Regions from separate parts of the Pan troglodytes genome. Here region 1 is linked to region 2. The links are chromatin contacts, called in public HiChIP or PLAC-seq maps. All regions are on one chromosome and are shown on one strand. The core of a region is the stretch at or near the end of the contact, and the rest is flanking DNA. Distances in the headings are between cores, read along the strand shown.

The links. HiChIP or PLAC-seq counts read pairs in DNA pulled down with a chosen protein or histone mark.
Region 1: a contact with region 2 is called in an H3K4me3 HiChIP or PLAC-seq map of stem cell-derived excitatory neurons, with 10 times the contacts expected there. The contact joins the promoter of DPF1 here to the promoter of SIPA1L3 in region 2. A contact is called at or near these places in 2 of 7 Hi-C or Micro-C datasets (a lymphoblastoid cell line and stem cell-derived neural progenitor cells) and 1 of 1 datasets of contacts at active chromatin or transcription factors (stem cell-derived excitatory neurons).

Annotation. Positions count from the first base shown.
Region 1 is chr20:41,350,630-41,353,531 of NHGRI_mPanTro3-v2.0_pri, reverse strand. DPF1 (double PHD fingers 1) reads left to right here and starts at 1,322. Exons shown (of 12, transcript XM_016935836.2): 1 at 1,322-1,459. The coding sequence starts at 1,428.
Region 2 is chr20:41,037,156-41,040,424 of NHGRI_mPanTro3-v2.0_pri, reverse strand. It overlaps SIPA1L3 (signal induced proliferation associated 1 like 3), which reads right to left and starts at 1,832. Exons shown (of 22, transcript XM_024351291.3): 1 at 1,265-1,832. WDR87 (WD repeat domain 87) reads left to right here and starts at 1,923. Exons shown (of 6, transcript XM_054673401.2): 1 at 1,923-2,097.

The DNA.
Region 1 (2,902 bases), core at 73-2,572, 310 kb before region 2:
TTTCTGGAATCTGTGTTCTGCTGAATCTATTTTATTTTCTTCTTTTCTTTCTTTTTCTTTCTTTCTCTTGCTTGCTTGCTTGCTTTCTTACTTTTGACGGAGACTCTCTCTGTTGTCCAGGCTGGAGCTCACTACTGCCTCCAACTTTCAGGCTCAAGTGATCTTCTTGCCTCAGCCTCCTGAGTAGCTGAGACTCCAGACATGCATCACCACACCCAGATAATTTTAAAACTTTTTGCAGAGATGGGATCTCACTATGTTGCCCAGGCTGGTCTTGTGCTATGGGGCTCAAGCAATCCTCCTGCCTCAGGCTCCCAAAGTGCTGGGATTATAAGTGTGTGCCTGGACTCTTCTCTTTTTCTTTTTCTTTCTTTCTCTCTCTCTCTTTTTTTTTTTTTTTTTTTTTTGAGACAGGGTCTCGCTCTGTCACCCAGGCTGGAATGCAGTGGTACAATCTCGGCTCACTGCAATCTCTGCCTCCCAGGCTCAAGTGATCCTCCCACCTCAGCTTCCTGAGTAGCTGGGACTACAGGCATGCACCACCACACCCAGCTAATTTTTTGTATTTTGGGTAGAGACGGGGTTTCGCCATGTTGCCCATGTTGGTCTTGAACTCCTAAGCTCAGATGATCCACCTGCCTTGGCCTCCCAAAGTGATGGGATTACAGGCCTCCCAAAGTGATGAGCAACCACGACTGGCCCCATTTTCTTTTCTTTATAGCACCTTTCACTGTCTGAAATGATTTTATCTATTTATTTTCTTATTATCTGTCTTTCTCCACTAGAATGTCAGCTCCTTGAGAGCGGCAACTTTGTTTTGGTCATTGCTGTATCCCCAGTGCCTAGAAGAGTTCCTGGAACACAGCAGGCACTCAGTAAATGAACAAAGGCACTGATTAACCCCTGCGCTTGTTCACAGGCTGTCCGACATAGAAGAGACACCCAAATAGGCCTAGACAAGAATACACGACAGACCCTAGGGTCATCCACATACCCTGGGGACATCTAGAAGCTAGGGACCACCTGCTTCCGCGCCCGCGGTGCCTGGAGGGTGGAGATCCCGAGTTGGAGACCGAGCACTCCCAGGGAGGGAGGAAAGATGCTCTGGGGGGAGACCCGCCCCTCCCTGTATCCCCAGCAGCCAATGGGAGCGCGGTCCTCCTGACGCCCCCTGGGACGTGTAGTCCGGGCAGGGGCGCCCTCGGGCGCCGCCGCGCGCCCCTAGACTCCACGTCCCGTCGTGCGCTGGGAGGCGCGGGGATTGGCTGAGCCCCGCCCCCGGCCCGCCCCGCTCCGCTCGCGCCGCAGCCCCAAGAATGAATGAAATCGTAGCGCGCTGGGCGGCAGAGCGGGCGGCGCAGGCCGGGCTGGGCCCGCGCGCGGCGGCAGCGGCGCCCCGGGCCGGAGGCGGCCCAGCCGAGCGGGCCATGGCCACCGCCATTCAGAACCCGCTCAAGTCGTGAGTGTCCCTGCCGTCCCCGCCCCCTGTCCAGACCCCCCCACCAGGAGCCCTTCCCCCGCCCGCCCTGGGGCTGAGGAGGGGGACGCAGCGCGCGGACCGTAGTTGAATGGGGGCCCCCAGCGCGAACCCTTGCCCCGGGGGCCCCTACCCCCTGTCGCCCCCTGGGGTTGGGGGCGGGAGCCCCTCCAGGGTCGCGGGGGCGCCTCTTCTTTGTCGCTGTCAGTGAAGGAATGCGGCGCGGGCTGGGGGTGGCGGAGGCCGTTTCCCCACCCAGAGTGGGGGTAGGGGTTTCCCTCTCCTCCATCTCTCCCTCAGGGTCTCCGGAGGTGCCGGGCCTGCCCCGGCCGGGGCTGAAAGCTCGAACACCTAAGTCCGGACCTCGGTCTCCAGGGTTTCCATCACCCGCTCTCCGCTCATCAAAGCGCCTTTCTCTCTTTCCCCTTCTTTCTCTGAGGACCCCGGCCCTCGCGGCCGCAGGGTGGGAGCTGAGACGTCGGGGGTCCCCAGTTCCATCCCCGCTGCCTCCCCTTTTTCCTCCCGGGATCCCGGGAACTAGAAGCCCCGAACCCGCCGTCAGTCTGGACCGCGGCATCCCTCCCTCTCCCCGCGCATACACATCAAACGGGAGCATCTCTGATCCCTTTGGGGACCGGCTGCCCAGGAGGGGGTGCCGGGAGCGCCCTCGGTCTCCGGGGATTCCCTCCCTTTCTCCCTGGCCGCGGCCCTCCGAGCGTTCGCCTCTTCCCGGGCCCGGTGGCTGGGAATCCGGAAGCCTGGGTCCGAGCCTGGCCCCTCCTGACCCTCTCCTCTCCTTGCCATCCCTCGCGCTCTCCACCCCTCCCCTTCCCCCTCTCCATCTCGCTCTTGCTTCCTCTTCGGGATCCCGGACTCCGGGTCCCAGCGCTCCCCACCCCCCGTTCCCAGGCGGTGACAGCGGGCTCCAAGTGACAGGCACTCGGCCGCTCCCGCCCTCCCTCCCCGCAGGCGAGCGAGGCGCTCCCCTCCCCCTCCTCCCGGGCCTGGTGGAGGAGGCGGAGGGCGAGTGCCCGCGGCGTCGCACAAAGGGGCCGGGGCGACCTCCCCCACCCTTCCCCCAACCCCGTGCGCTGGCTGCCTTGACCTTGAACATCGAGGGCTGGGGGCGGGGGTGGGGGGTGGGGGGAGAGAGGGAGAGAGGGAGCGCCCCCCCACCCCACCCACGAGAAGGGATGCGCCTGCTGGCTGGACCAGAGGCCGCCAGTTGCTTCTGGTTTCTGGCGGGAATGGGGGTGGGAGGTGGAGGGTGGGAGTTGGGAGAGGAAGGGGGGCAGGGACTTAGAGGCAAGCGCCTACACGTGTGGCTTCGTCGTGAGCAGGGTGCCGGGAGCGGGTGTGTGGGGCTCGGGTCCGTGTGAGGTGGTGTATGATGGTGACACCCCTCTGCTGCCCTCTCACCCTAAG
Region 2 (3,269 bases), core at 583-3,082:
AAAAAACAGCAAGATACATTTTATCATTTAATAAGCACTTACTGTGTGCCGGGCCTTGTGCAAAGCACTAAACATGAATTATCTCCTGGAACCATCCAAACAATCCTGGCACAAAAGTCCTATGACTACCATTCCACAGATGGGACACTGAGGATGGGAGCAAATGTGTGGGGGAGCTCAGGGCTGTCATGTCACAGCCCACAGTCAGGCAGTCTCTGGGCCAGATGGAGAATATTGAAGAACAATTATAATACATAAGAGCTGCTACTTAGTGAGAGATGGCGCTGGACTAGAAATACAATCTCAGCAAATCCTTACAACCCTTTGAGAGTGATCTTGTTATTATCCCATTTTGTAAATGAGGAACCGGAGGTAGTAGGAAGGGAAGTCAACTGGACCAGTTCTGAATCTGGCCCTCGGGGGTGACCAATACTACGGCCAGAGCCCCACCCTCAGAGGGTCTCTGGGCCACTAGGAAAACGCTGAATAAATGGTACCATTTACTGAGCGTTATATGCCAGCTGCTGAGCTAAGCACTTTACACATGGTATTCTCACTGCATCCTGAAAACAACTCGACGAAGTGGTTGCTATTTAAATCCCCATTTTATAGATAGGGAAACCAAGGCACAGAGAGGTGAAGCCAGTTGCCCAAAGTCACACAACTGGTAAATGTTCAAATTTGAACCTGGGGTCTCTCTGCCTTCCAAACCAACGCTCTTAACAAAATAATCTCGGTTAACAGCAGCTAGCCTGCATTGGGTGCTAACTAAGGACTCACCTCTTTACATGCACACGCTCAACTAATCCTCACCCTATGCAATCGATAACATCTTCACCTCATTTTTCGGAGAGCTAACAATAACCCAAATACGTAGTAAGTGCCTCCTATGTGCCAAATGTTTTATTATATTATCTCAACAGAGTCTCCGCCAAGATGCTCTCCTACTCCGTTTTACTGCAGGGGAAATTGAGGTTCGGCGCGGTTTCCCCAGATCGCGGCTCCCGAGTGGCACAGCCGGGACGCGAATCCACCGCTCCCCGCCTCCAAGCTCTTCACCACAGCGCCGGGGTGCACGCCTGGAAAGTTGAGCCATGCGGGCACGAGTCCGGCTGGGTCCGGAGGGCGCGAGTCCCGGCGCCGCCGCCCCCCACGGCCAGTACCCACACCCGGCCGTCCGCCCGCGCTGACCCTCGGGGTCCGGGCAGCCACCGATTCCCCGCCACCCTTGCGCGAGGCCGATCCTGCACCCGGAGCCACGTACCTGGACGCCCCGGCTGCCCGCCTCGCGGGCCCCACGATCGCGGCGTCCAGCTCCGCGCCGCTCGCTGGAGACGCCGCCAGCTCCGGTGGCCCGAGTGACTTCCAGGCTGCCCACTTCCAAGCCGCTTCGCGCGAGTCCTCCTGGGAACTGTAGTTTCGCCCTAGCCGGCCGCGAACTCAAAAGAGAATAGCGCGCGGGGGCTGCCGGGAGCCGTAGGCGCACCGCCGCGCTGCCTCCTAGGAACGGTAGTCCGCTGGTCGCCTTCGTGCAGCTCCAGTCTCTAGAGCACTTCCGCAGCCCCGAGGGGCGTGAGGGAGGGAGGTGTGTCTCCTGCAGACTACAGCTCGAGAGCCGCGCTCTTCGCCCCGCCGGGGCGGTTTCTCCTTTCTTCTGGCCCCGTCTACCTCCTCCCTTCATTCGGCGGAACCTCTCCCTCACTCTCTGCCAGGCTCGAGTCACTCACCCCTAGGACGCTAGCCCGGGGGAAACGGGGGAAGCGGAGCAGTGCGCTAGACCCCCAGCGGAGGGGGCGGTGGAAGAGGGCGTAGATGCACGCCCGCGCACGCGCGGTCGTCGGCAGACCCCGGCCTAAATTGCCGCGGGCCCCCGCGGAGAGGATTTTTTTTTTTCTTTCGAGAGCGCGCGCCCATGCGCACGCGCGTTCAGACCCCTGGCCTCGGGAAGTCCGCCGGCTGCGGGGTTGGGGGCCAACCGTTCTGTGGGCGGAGTCCTCTCGCAGCATCCGCCAGGTAGCTTCTTAGTTGCTGCCCCTAGCTCTAGGAGCTCCTGAGTGCACACGCCGTACCCGTCCCTTGTCGGGAATCCTGTCGCAGGTAACAGGCGCAGCCGATGCTTTGAGATAGAGACGCCCTGCCTTCCCTGCCACGTGCAGGAGGCCCGAGGGTGAGGGGCCCCAGGTGTAGTCGCCTCTCCCCGGCGTAGGCGGCTCCAGAGCTCTGCCTTCGACGGGAGCCACAAGACCCGGGGGCTGCCTAGGGGCCTTGTTATCTTGCATTCTTTTGTTGATCGCACATTCCTGAGGGTAACTAGTGTTTGTAGAGTACCTACACCTTGGGAAATTTTGTCCAAATTTAATCCACCTGGTGACATAACCAAGCAGCGGAATACCCCGCAACACACACTCCTTTTTTAATGTATATTGCCACTCCTCCATAAGAGTTACCGAGGGAATTGACTGGAATTGCAAGGTCCTCTGGTGGAGAAGCCGGAGTCAATACCCTTTCCGCCTCAGCCTGCCTTCTAGGAAGATGTTCACTAGCACTTGAAGCTGGGAAGCATATGTTTCTTCCTGGGAGACCACATTTTTCCACTCATTCAACAAAAATGGATTAACCACCTATTCCATGTCAGGTTGGGTGATTATGGAGACACAAGAGAAATCCAGACAGACTGGAGTCCTACCTTCAGGGAGTTTTCAGTCCAGTAGGGATATCAGGCCACCACCAGACTACAACAATGTAGAGCAATACTAGCTAAGAGAAATACACCCTGCACTTTGAGCCACCGAGGCAGGAGGATCACTTAAGGCCAGGAGTTGGAGACTGGCCGGGTAACATAGCAAGACCCTATCTCTACTAAAACTAAAAAACTAGCTAGGCGTGGTGGCATGTGGCCATAGTCCCAGCTATTCAAGAGGCTGAGTATCGCTTAAGCCCAGGAGTTTGAGACTGCAGTGAACCATGATAGCATCACTGCCCTCCAGCTTGGGCGACAAAGCAGAACCCTGTCTCTTTAAAAAAAAAAAAAATTATATATGTGTGTGTTTTTATGTGTAATGCAAGCCACATATGCAATTTTAATTTTGACATAAACAGGTAAAATTCATTTTATTTATCATTATTATTTACTTACTTTTTTTTTCTTGCTATGTTGCCCAGGCTGGTATTGAACTCCTGGCCTCAAGACATGTTCCTACCTCAGCCTCGCAAAGTGCTGGGATTATAGGCGTGAGCCATCTCACCCAGCTATGAAATTAATTTTAATA